Regions from separate parts of the Sus scrofa genome. Here regions 1, 3 and 4 are each linked to region 2. The links are chromatin contacts, called in public Hi-C and promoter capture Hi-C maps. All regions are on one chromosome and are shown on one strand. The core of a region is the stretch at or near the end of the contact, and the rest is flanking DNA. Distances in the headings are between cores, read along the strand shown. Region 1 overlaps LOC106509733 (a long non-coding RNA gene). Region 2 holds the start of LOC110260116. Region 3 overlaps ACOXL (acyl-coenzyme A oxidase-like protein). Region 4 overlaps LOC106509733 (a long non-coding RNA gene).

Evidence for each region. Promoter capture Hi-C pulls out the DNA fragments that hold promoters and counts their contacts. Hi-C and Micro-C count contacts between places; a contact is called where the count stands out from the background.
Region 1: a promoter capture Hi-C map of liver shows a contact between it and region 2, with 16 times the contacts expected there. A contact is called at or near these places in 3 of 5 promoter capture datasets (fetal liver, fetal skeletal muscle and liver), 4 of 47 Hi-C or Micro-C datasets (embryonic fibroblasts, fetal skeletal muscle, fibroblasts and 1 more) and 1 of 2 datasets of targeted methods (alveolar macrophages).
Region 3: a contact with region 2 is called in a Hi-C map of embryonic fibroblasts, with 6 times the contacts expected there. A contact is called at or near these places in 1 of 5 promoter capture datasets (fetal skeletal muscle) and 6 of 47 Hi-C or Micro-C datasets (embryonic fibroblasts, fetal heart ventricle, skeletal muscle and 1 more).
Region 4: a Hi-C map of omental adipose tissue shows a contact between it and region 2, with 2.0 times the contacts expected there. A contact is called at or near these places in 4 of 5 promoter capture datasets (fetal liver, fetal skeletal muscle and liver), 17 of 47 Hi-C or Micro-C datasets (alveolar macrophages, blood, embryonic fibroblasts and 9 more) and 2 of 2 datasets of targeted methods (alveolar macrophages and skeletal muscle).

The regions. Positions count from the first base shown.
Region 1 is chr3:44,886,744-44,889,443 of Sscrofa11.1, forward strand. All of the region lies in intron 1 of LOC106509733 (a long non-coding RNA gene), which reads left to right. The region is part of intron 1 of LOC110259966 (a long non-coding RNA gene); the gene reads left to right. Among named protein-coding and RNA genes, the nearest start is that of BCL2L11, 310 kb to the right of the region's middle.
Region 2 is chr3:45,200,986-45,203,685 of Sscrofa11.1, forward strand. It overlaps LOC110260116, which reads right to left and starts at 1,370. Exons shown (of 3, transcript XM_021088387.1): 1 at 1,271-1,370; 2 at 1-636. The coding sequence starts at 1,370. It overlaps ACOXL (acyl-coenzyme A oxidase-like protein), which reads right to left. Exons shown (of 19, transcript XM_021087042.1): 19 at 1,890-2,700. It also overlaps a transcript of BCL2L11 not described here.
Region 3 is chr3:45,480,850-45,483,549 of Sscrofa11.1, forward strand. All of the region lies in intron 9 of ACOXL (acyl-coenzyme A oxidase-like protein), which reads right to left. Among named protein-coding and RNA genes, the nearest start is that of ACOXL, 81 kb to the right of the region's middle.
Region 4 is chr3:44,859,070-44,861,769 of Sscrofa11.1, forward strand. The region is part of intron 1 of LOC106509733 (a long non-coding RNA gene); the gene reads left to right. All of the region lies in intron 1 of LOC110259966 (a long non-coding RNA gene), which reads left to right. Among named protein-coding and RNA genes, the nearest start is that of BCL2L11, 340 kb to the right of the region's middle.

The sequences.
Region 1 (2,700 bases), core at 193-2,692, 310 kb before region 2:
CGTCGACAACAGTTTGAACAATTAAAAGGACACGTTGCCTCTGGTGTGGTCGTCACAGACTGTAAACAAATATTAATGTTTTACACGAGACAATACATTTTTTTTCAAGTGATTGAACGAGATAATGGCATCCTCTCTCCTCTCTGTTGTTTTGAGTTCTCCTGCCTTAAGTGTGCTGTCTGATGGTCTTTTTTTGTGTGTGTCTTAAAAATCAGATACTCCAGGGCAATAATTAGGATGAGGTTTATGTTTCTACTTATCTAATCTTTGTTTTCACAAATAAATACAAATAACTCAAACTGAAACTTGATGGCTTTGGTGATAATAAAATAGCAGCCACGGGGAAATTTTCTTCATTTTAATGTTCTTTCACAACCCACATTCAGTTTCGGTAGGAAAATTATTAACCTTTTCAACAGCATGCTAAAATATAGGTTCACGATAGACGCCTGAGTATGATTTGCAGGTTTTGGTTCTATTTTGAGATTTTTTTTTTTTTTTTTTTTTTTTTTTTTTTGGTGTGCAGAGTTTTTTCTTTTTCTTTCTGTCTTTCTTTCTTTCTTTTTAAAAGACCAATGGCTTTCTTTGACAGCGACAGTCACGACTTGGAGTGCTTTCGTTGGTGGCTTTTCAGCGCGTGCATCTTGCAGACTGCTTGCCTTGATTTTTTTATTACGAGGAGGGAAGATTCCTATTTCCTATTCTCCAGTTTCATGCTGTGAAACAGGAAATGTTCTTTCGTCTCAGTTTTTCCTCATTTGAATTCTTGGGTGGACGCTGTGAGTCCCATGGCTCCATTTTTACAAAATCCACGTGAGCCCCCTTTCAGAGAAGGCAGATGTCTCCGGGTGAGGCATCTGACCGACTCCCGGGTGCCTCGGGGAGCCTCACTCTGTGTCCATCAAACCGAAGCGAGTCGGGGCAGTTTGGGCTCTTTGGGAAGGTCTGCAGGGCCAGCAGCTTTTGAATGGGAGGCCAGGGACGCTGGCTTTCCCTTGCTGATGGCTGTTGCCCTTCTGGAAGGAGTAGGGGGCGGGTGGGGGGGTGGGGGAGGGCGACGATCAAGTTCTGGTAACTCCTGTCTCGACCTGAAACACACAAGGGGCTGCTCGCCGGGCAGGAGAGGCGGGTGCGTGGGAAGCTCTCAGGGGTCAGTTTCCATCTTAGGTGTCGCCTTCCCCAGGTCTGGCTGGGACAGCCGCACCTGCAGAGAGGGCCCTGGACCGGACCCCTAGCTACCACACACCCTGCCCTACGTCTGGTAAAGCTGTGCCTCGTGACTCTCAGTGCCCTTTTGGCCCCATCCCTGCTGTTTGCAAGCCCCCACCTTCACCCGGGCCCCTACCCTGCCCGCTCCCACCGCCCCCTGCAAAGTGGGACGTGGAAACCGAGGAGCCCTCATTTGATCTGTAACCAACGTGCTGCCACTTTTAGTGTCGAGCCTGGGCTTGTGTTTTTCTTCTTCTTCTTCTCAGACTTCCTGTATGAGGTTAGTTTTTTTTTTTTTTTGTTAATGATAAACAAACTATTTTTTTAACTTTTTTTTTTTTTTTTTTGGCCTGTCCTCGTGTTGCTTCCTACTTGTCCAGCTGTGAGCCTTTGGCCGGCGCGTCCCACCTGGGCATCCTTGGGTGTCAGAGTGAACAGGGCCCAGAGGCAGGGTGCGTTCTGCACCACCCCTCCCTTCCAGGGTGGCAGTGAGGAGGGTCGAGCTGGTGAAGACGTTTTCTGTCCTCTTTGAGAGAGATGCCAATAGACACTGATGGCTCAAGAATTCTCCCCAGGCAGAGAGAGTGGGGGAGAGGCGGGCTCCAGTGTGGGAGGTGAGGCTTGGTGAGGATGACGAGGGGGAAATCCCTAGGGGAGGTGGGGTACCCCACGGTGCTCAGTCCCACGCTATACTGATGAGCAGCATCTGGAAAAGGGGATCAAGGGAGGAACTGTGCTGACCTTTCTCCCCAGGTCACCCTGAGAACTTGTGGAAAGTCTCAGATGGCTCCCTGGTGACTTGCTCTTTCCTCCCATTGTGGGGATCTCGGGAGAGCCATCCAGGGACAAGCTTGGGTACAGTTGACCAAACTGAGACCATCAGAAAGCGGCCACCCTGCAGTCACCATTGTCCCTGGGACTGAGCCCTCTGCCCAAGTCTCACTCAGTATCAGTGATGATTGGGTGTGCATCTGAATCACCTGGGGGCTTGTGCAAACAGACGTTCCTCCATCCCATCACCAGAGTGTCCAATTTAGAAGGTCAGGGCCTGAACATTTGCATTTCTAAAAATTCTTGGGTGATGCTGCTGGTCCAGGGATCCATGTTTGAGAACCACTGGTTAGGGCCATGGGTGGTGGGAAAACCTAAAAGCCTGTAGGTTGCCTCCATTTTCCCTCAAAGGCTGAGATTCCCTTCATGTGTTCTAGCCCAGCTCTAGAGGTAAAACCAGCCCTTCCGAGGTCCTTTGCATCTCTCAGTGATGGTATAGCTGGGTTACCTGTAATTTTGACCTTTTACAACATTACCCAGACTGTAGATCTGCTAAAGTGTTTTTGAGCTTCAGTTCTTTGAAAAGTGGGCTTTATCTTATCAGTAGAGAAAGTGGCCAGGGTGAGGGGGATGGGATGACTGGCCCAGGAAGTACTCCAGTGAAGCCCAGCACTTGGGTTGCCCAGCCTTGTCTCCATTTCCACCTTTTGGCTAAACTGG
Region 2 (2,700 bases), core at 120-2,619:
GCGCCGAGTGAGTGGCGGCGGCGGGAGCGGGGCGAACCCAGCAGTCTGAAGCGATGCTGGCCGCAGAGAACAGGACGCGCAGGGCGACTGTGAGAAGCCGGTGGTGGTGGCGATAGCGGTGGTGTCGGCGGCGGCGGCGGCGGCGACGTGGGACCAAACGCTCCTGCAAGCTCGAGACCTGGAGGCTGCGCGGAGCGAAGTGAAACCTGCGCAGCCCTGCAGCCCAGCTCAGGCTGGCGGCCCCGAGGCCGCGCCCAATCACCGCGTGCCCCGCCCCCGCTAAATCCCGCCCAGCGCGCGGGCTGGAAAGCCCCGCCTCCGCGCCGCTGCAGCCGCTGACGCGTGCAGGCTCTGACAGGTAAAGGCGGGGGCGTCCCCGCCGGGTTCCCCGCTGCGCGCGCCTACCGCCCTGCCCCCGCCGGGCGTGTTTACTGGAGTGACTTGGCTGCGGATGGCTCAGTGCGCACCCATCCCCCAACTCAAAGTGTAACCTCTCCTCTTCCCCAACCAGCGGTGGCCTAGGAGTGCGCGTGGAACAGAGGGGGCGCTCCGAATACAGTGTAAACCAGACCCCGCCGCTGCCGCCCGCGGAAAGCCTCAGGAGCCCCGAGAGCCCTGGCTCTATATCGGGAGTTTCTCAGCTGCCCTGGGACAGGCTCCGGGACTGGGTTGGTCCAAGGATGAGCTGGGGCAGGGGGAGGGGGGGGCGTCTCTTAGCTCTCCTCCCTTCCATAAGTACGGACTCAGGGCGGGAGCCCCATCTGCAGGCTGCTCGTCTTCCTCGCCCTTGCCTCACCGGGTACTCCTAGGCGCCTTCCCTAAGCTACCCCAAGGGGCACCTAGCTTTTCTCTCGCAGGAAACCACCAGTAAGAAGCAAAGCCAGAGAGCTGAGAAAAGGGTCAGGAGCGATTCCCCAGAGATGTTTTTTTAGGCAACCCGGGTGCGAGGTGGGATGTGAGTGAGCGCAGAGCTGGTAAAATAGGGAAATGAGAAAAGATTTCGGGGGGAAAATCCTTTTAAGAAAAAAAAAAAAAAAAAAAAAAAAGAAAAGGATCGAGAAGAGTCCTGGCCTTCCGATGCAAAAGACGAAGGTACCTCAGATGGTTGCCTCGAGATTTGTTGGGCTCTCAAAGAACTGCCCTGAAACCGTCTCTGAACGTGCTAAGGCCAGAGAAGGCAGCGCAGAGGGCCGTGGGCTGGCGGGCGGCTCATGGAGAGCGGTAGGGAGAGCGCAATACCTCCCCTCCTCCCTGCACGCCTCCGTCCCACTAGTCTTTGGCGTCAGCGGCCCCAGTCCCGCTCCTTCCCTGGGAAACCAAACTCGGTAAACGCCTCCGTCCTCCTCTGGGTCGTCACCCTTATCTGCCATTTCAATGCGCATCCTGCATCCTTTCCTCTGCCCCTCCCTAAGTCGCCCTGTTTTCCCGACACCCACGGTAGAGGAATGGGGGGAAGTCTGTTGGAGAGACCAGGCTAGATGGATTAGAGCCTGTTTAGGGGCCTCTAACTCACACCTCGGAAGGGTCAGTCAATGCAAAGAAGCAAGTCCCACTGTCTGGCTACTTCGGTCAAATTTTATGTTTTGTAAGCAGATGTCAGCGTGATAGAACAGTCCCTAGATTAAAGTCTTCTCAGCGCATCCTCCCAAGAGTCCTTAGTGAAGTAAAAGAGAACCAGGGTTCCTGGAGGGATTTGAAGACGCTAGCCAGGCTCCCCCTGGGGATTTCGCTGTAGAAGGGAAAGGACGCGGGTGTAGTCGCGGCTAAGTGGACACAGAAGGGAGAGGTCTACAGAGCTTGGGGCTCTGGTCAGCGGTCTAGGTAGTGGCCGCAGGCGAACTCTGTGCCTTAACCGCCTGGAGTGGTACCTGGGGAGAAAAGAGACCAACCTGCTGTGCCCTGCTGGGAGCCCCAAATCTGCCACGCGCCAGACTGCTCCATGCTCTCCGTGGCGTTGAACCGCGCAGACAAGGGCCGGAAAAGAACCACACAGAAGAAACCCTGACGGTTGTCTTCTGCTTCTGTGCAGCTCCGCCGCCCCCGCGTCGTCTGCTCTAGTGACCCAGCAAACACTTTAAAAAACAAAGGAGTGGGGGGAAGCTGCCGTCTAAATGCTCTTATTTGGGACACAACCAGGAGGTCGGCTCGGAGGCGGCTGTTCGTGCAACCCAGACTGTGCGGAGGAGCATCGGCCAAGAGCCCAGAGTCGGGCGACCGCAAGCCCTTCCCGCCCTCTTCCGCAACCTCAAGAAGGGGCAGCGTAAGAAGGGGCCGGTAAATAGTAGGTCTCCGCTTCGGTCCTGGAGGTCGTCGCCCTTGTGGACACTAGCAGAGCAGAGTCCCCTTCAGCCTCCTCCACGAGATGTGAGGGAGAACGGAGGATGGCTTGGACTGAAAAGGGAGAATGAAGTCGGGCGACATCTACGGCCTTCGCTGGAACCACAGGCGTCGCCGGCATGGGCTCTCCAAGTTCGGAAGACAACTTAAGGCAGTGTAGTCCCCATCCTCTGCAAGCAGCGGCAGCGCCTTACCAACAATTACTTTCTTTATTAAGCTTTGTCTATATTTATGATCTCCTCAAAAGTAGGTTACACTTTCATTTGGTAAAAATGTTTTCCACGCCTGCGGTCCATCAGGAAGCTGTCTGCCTGGGAGGACGAGCCCTAGGTCGTGATTTGCCCAGAGCAAAACTCCAGGCTC
Region 3 (2,700 bases), core at 187-2,686, 280 kb after region 2:
GCACCCATTGATGACTCTGAGATGGTCACTCAGGCTCTCCACTCTTCTCTCCAGACCATGTGTCCTTCACCCAACCCCAGGAGGACAGCCAGAAGGAACAGACCCCACCACTCCCCACCCCATCCTTTAGCTCACCACAACCACAGCCACCTGTCAGCCTCACGATTCTGCGCCCTCAGATCCAAGCTGCCACAACCACCTGGGGGTGAGCATGTGTTATAAACCCTGTTTGTGGAGCTCCCTGGTGGCTCAGTGGGTTAAGGATTCAGCAGCATTGTCACTGCTGTGGCTCAGGTCCAATCCCTGGCCCTGGAACCTCCACGTGCCTCGGACATGGCAAAAAATCAATCAATCAATAAAAACTCAATTTCTTATCCTCGCCATCTCAAATGTCATCTTCAATCATCAGTGTATCCAGGCTTGCTTATATAAGCTAGCTTCCACATCCCTGGCACTAATAACAGCCTCTGTGTATTGATGATTCAGTATATGAGGCACTGGGATAAGCCTTACCAGTATTATTCGCTGGGGCCTTATAACAGCTCTCTGGGGAGGGGGGTGCTGTTCTGATTTTTAGAGGTATGGAGATGGTTCAATAACCCGCTGAGGGCACCCAGGGGCAGGAAGCAAATCCAGAGAGGCTGATTTCAGAGCCCACGTTTTTCTGGCCTCACCCAGGACTCCAGAACAGACACAATATTCCAACCATCTCCACACAGGCCAATCCTGCTTGTCTCAACTCTGACTTCCTAGGGGGCGTCGTCCCTCTGCCTGGCTCAGCGCCGTGTCAGGGTGATGAGCAAGAGCAGGGCCCCATCCTCGCTGCAGCCTTAGTTAGCGCCTTCATGAGGGTCCTCCCGACCCAACAACTCAGTGGCCAGCCAGTGGCCTGCCATGACCCAGCTGTGTAACTTGGCTAACCCTATGTCCAAGCACCTCCAGCTTCTAGGGATTCCTGTGCTGGGCTGGACTGTCCCTGTTCCCACTTAACTCTACTACCCTTTTTAATTGTAGCTACATGTCAACCTTGTCCACACAACATGCCAGGACCATCCTTCCCTGAGAACTGCTGTGAAAATGAGAGATATCCACCACCCCACACACACACAGACACAAAAGGGCAGAGTTTAAAAGGACCCCGTGTGCTCAGCCTTGAGCAAATGTCACCATGGGGAGCCGAGGTGACAGTTTTCTAACACGGGAAGAATGCACGTCAGAGACAGGGGTCCGTTTTCCTCTCCTCAGCAAGCCCAGAACAAGCAGGACCGGCTCAGGTTTCAGCCGAGAGAGCATCTGTCTTGTGTTTGAGCCAAAGGAGAGAAGGAGCTGCCAGCGGCTGGTGACATCATCTTCCCCCCCTCCAGAGGCTCAGGATGAGATCATGGCAGCCAGGCTCCCTTTCCAGGAGACACATACTGGTGCCCGGACCACAAGGATCTGATGTTGGTGGCTCTGCGAGGGCTCTCGCGGTCACCTGGACAACCTTCCTCCTGGACAGGGGAGGCGCTGACTCACCATCACGGATCGTGTTCTATTTAGATACTCTGGAATCACAGGGATGGCATGCAGCTCTACAAAATGCCTCAAACCAGCCAGCATCTGTTTCAGGGAGAAGCCCATTTATTCCCCTCCCAAAGCAGGCTCCTATCTCCTTGGTACCAGCAGCAGCCATCACATCTGTAACAGCTCTGAGCAACCCCGTACTTCCTCTGCACCAGCACATCCTTATTCAGGCCTCATCATTGTCTGAAGGCCCATTTTACATATGGAGAAACTGAGCCCCAAAGAAGCTTACTGATCTGCCCACAACCCCGCTGCTGGTCATGTCCAAGGTGAAATTTGAGCCAAGTTCTCTGACTTTATGAGAAAGCCTATACGTGGCCAGGAACAAAGTATGTATGTCAGATGCCTGACCAGGAATTGATCCAAACGTGGTCCCTGCCCCAGACCCTCTGGAGCCCATAGGGTTTGATCCCTTGATCATGTTCAGTAAAATGCATAATAGATACTTTTAAAAATCAGCCTCTGGAGTTCCCATCGTGGCTCAGCGAAAACAAATCTGACTAGAAACCATGAGGTTGCAGGTTCAATCCCTGGCCTCACTCAGTGGGTTAAGGATCTGGCGTTACCATGAGCTGTGGTGTAGGTAGCAGACACAGCTCGGTTCTGGCATTGCTGTGGCTATGGCGTAGGCCAGCAGCCATAGCTCCAATTCAACCCCTAGCATGGGAATATCCATATGCCACAGATGCAGCCCTAAAAAGCCAATAAATAAATAAATAAATAATCAGCCTCTCTGCATCCTCGCCCCCCACCCCCACTGCTCCAGATCGACCAACACTTAAAATCCAGTCTCTCCCAGAAGCCCCCACACCATGTTCCATCTACACCACCCCATGCCTGTCCCTGAGGATCCCACCACTGGCCTGGATGGGCTGACAGGCAGTGTGGATGTCCTTCACTCTACATCACCCACTCAAAATGTAACGGCCCAGGGTTTCTACAGCACCTCTCCAGCCACTAAGCAGCATGTGGCTTTAACCTTCACAGACACTCTCGCCGGAGGGCCCCTGAAGGCTGCTGTGATCGGATGGGCTCCCATGCAAATGTCATGGCTTCAGAGAACCCTGAGCAGATGTCTGTCCCATCTACTCCACAAGGCAAGTCTAGGCCCATCTGCTTTCTCTCCTTCTGCCTCCT
Region 4 (2,700 bases), core at 57-2,556, 340 kb before region 2:
TTTTTCCTTTCCTGAGAGTCAATTTCTCATTTTAAATAATTGCCACTTCTTTTGTTTTTCCTTCCCTGAGAGTCAATTTCTGGGTGGGCTTGAATGTTCCATAGCCTGATATTAGAGGCTCATGGTAGCCCATGGTCACCTCTTTCCTAGAGAAACAGTTCAACTCTTAGGGTGTCAAAAAGGCAGCTCCTTGTGTTAGCATCTGTTACCTGATTGACCTACCTTGCAAGGCAGTTTGGGTTTGTAGAGGCTTGAAAACAATATGCTCTTATATTTCTGTTGTGTTTGACTAGCTAATGTCTCTTAGCATGGATGAATGTGGGGGGAGAACACTTAGACTGCTTTTCATACAGGACTAACTTGCTCTCAGAATGAGATTATCCACTGTAAAATATATACTCTTCTCGGGTTGTAAGACTAGAAACATTTTGCAGCCGAGTTTCTTTTTGCCCTGACTTCAGCCAGCAGCTGGCTGGTAACCTTGCTGGGGACATGTTCTTCCAGAGGACTGGTCCTGCCTGGGAGGCCTCAGGCCCTGGGATGTTCTCAGGGCTTCTGAAATCTACCTGCAAGTCAGCCGGTGTAAATAATTCGATAACTTATGGCTCTGGCATTTACGCATTCTATGACCTAGGAGCTTGCCTTATTTATTTATTTATTTATTTATTTATTTATTTATTTATTTTTTACAGCTCAACTTGGCAGCACATGGAAGTTCCTGGGCCAGGGGTCGAATCTGAGCTGCAGTTAAGGCCTATGCCCCAGCCATGGCAACATCAGATCTGAGCCACATCTGTGACTTACACCACAGCTTGCATCAACCCTAGGTTCTTAACCCACTGATTGAGGCCAGGGATTGAAACCACATCCTTGTGGAGACTATGTAGGGGTCCTTAACCCATTGAGCCACAATGGAAACTCCACAGAGGGGCTCTTTTAATGTATATGATATGAATTCTTTTACATGCCTAGTTAAACTCATATCATTTTTTAAAAATCACCTGATAATAAAAAGGTAAATAGGGAGTTCCCGTTGTGGCTTAGTTGCAAACCCGACTAGTATCTATGAGGATGTGGGTTCAATCCCTAGCCTCGATCAGTGGGTGAAAGGATCCGTCATTTCTGTGAGCTGTGGTGTAGACCTGCAGCTACAGCTCTGATTTGACCTCTAGCCTGGGAACTTCCATATGCTGCAAGTATGGCCCTAAGAAAAAGCAAAAAAAAAAAAAAAAAAAAGATAATCAGTACCATAATGTGTGGGATGGGGTGGTGACTCCGGCTCAAGACATGGGATTTGGTGCTGGGCAGGACAGACCCAAGGAGATGGCAGTAGTATGCTGCCAAGAAAAGTGTTCTCCAGAAATTTCCACTTATTAACTTTGGTCACTGTTTGTTTGGCACTCCCAATGAACACTATGAAACTACTTTTCATTCTTCCATAATGGGTATAACTTCCCATCATCAACTTCTTTTTCTTTTTTTTTTTTTTTTGTCTTTTTGCCTTTTCTAGGGCCGCTCTGAGGCATATGGAGGTTCCCAGGCTAGGGGTCCAATCGGAGCTACAGCTGCCAGCCTACACCACCGCCACAGCAGTGCCAGATCTGAGCCTTGTCTGTGACCTACACCACAGCTCAGGGCAACGCCGAATCTTTAACCCACTGAGCACAGCCAGGGATCGAACTTGAAACCTCATGGTTCCTATTCGGATTTGTTTCCACTGCTCCATGGTGGGAACCCCTCAACTTCTTATTTAAAAGTATTTATTTTATGGAACATTGAAAAGGAGGTAATTTACACATGTGTGATTTATTAGGCCTTTGTGGGATGTTCTAACTGAAAACCTATGAATGAGGCCAAAAGACAGGAGTCTTGGGAGGGGTGGGGGCTTTATTTAATTAATTTAAACATTTTAATTGGTCTGTGTTGCTTTTCTTGTTACCTTTTAGAAGGAGAAAAAGTCAGTTTTAAAACTAGAGTTGGGTTATTACACGTATTTGTTTCCGCACATATTATCTAGATGATTATTTCGTCCTAGGCACCATGCCACCTGGAGAAATAGTGCTCTTATTCTTGGGAGGTTCACCTTTTGAAAGGGCAGACACTTGTGAAAGATGAGGCGATATCAAGAGTGTTATTTCCCAAGGGCCGAGGGTGTGCCAGATTCTGGACCAGGTCCATCCTGTGAATGATCTCATTTCCTCCTCACACAAGCCAAGGGAGAGGTCCTGTTGTGACCCTGATTTTACAGATGAGGCAGTTGAAGCACAGAGACTTTAAGTAACTTGTCCAGGCTTGCACAGCAGGTAGGTGGCAAGGCTTGCATCTGAAGCCAGGCAGTTGAATCCCAAAATGCATGTTCTCAACTGCCCCGTCACTAAACCACACTGTGAATGGAGCATAGAGAAGAACTGAGGCTTCTGTCTGCGAGCATCTAGGGCGTGTTCAAAGAGGAGTTGATGTTTAGCTCAACTAGGAAGGATTAGGGGGCCCGTGTTGGATAAATACGTGAGATGACTTCTTCTGCGAATGGCAGGAGAAGAAAAGTATCACAGGGTCTTTTATTCGCACCTAGAGATACATCGCATTTTAGAGGACCCTCGTTATTTTTCATCTTCTTGATGTTACTCCAGGGTCACGTGGTTAATGTTGGTGAGGATGGCACTCCTGTCTCACAGAGCAAGATGTTGCTTCTCATACGCA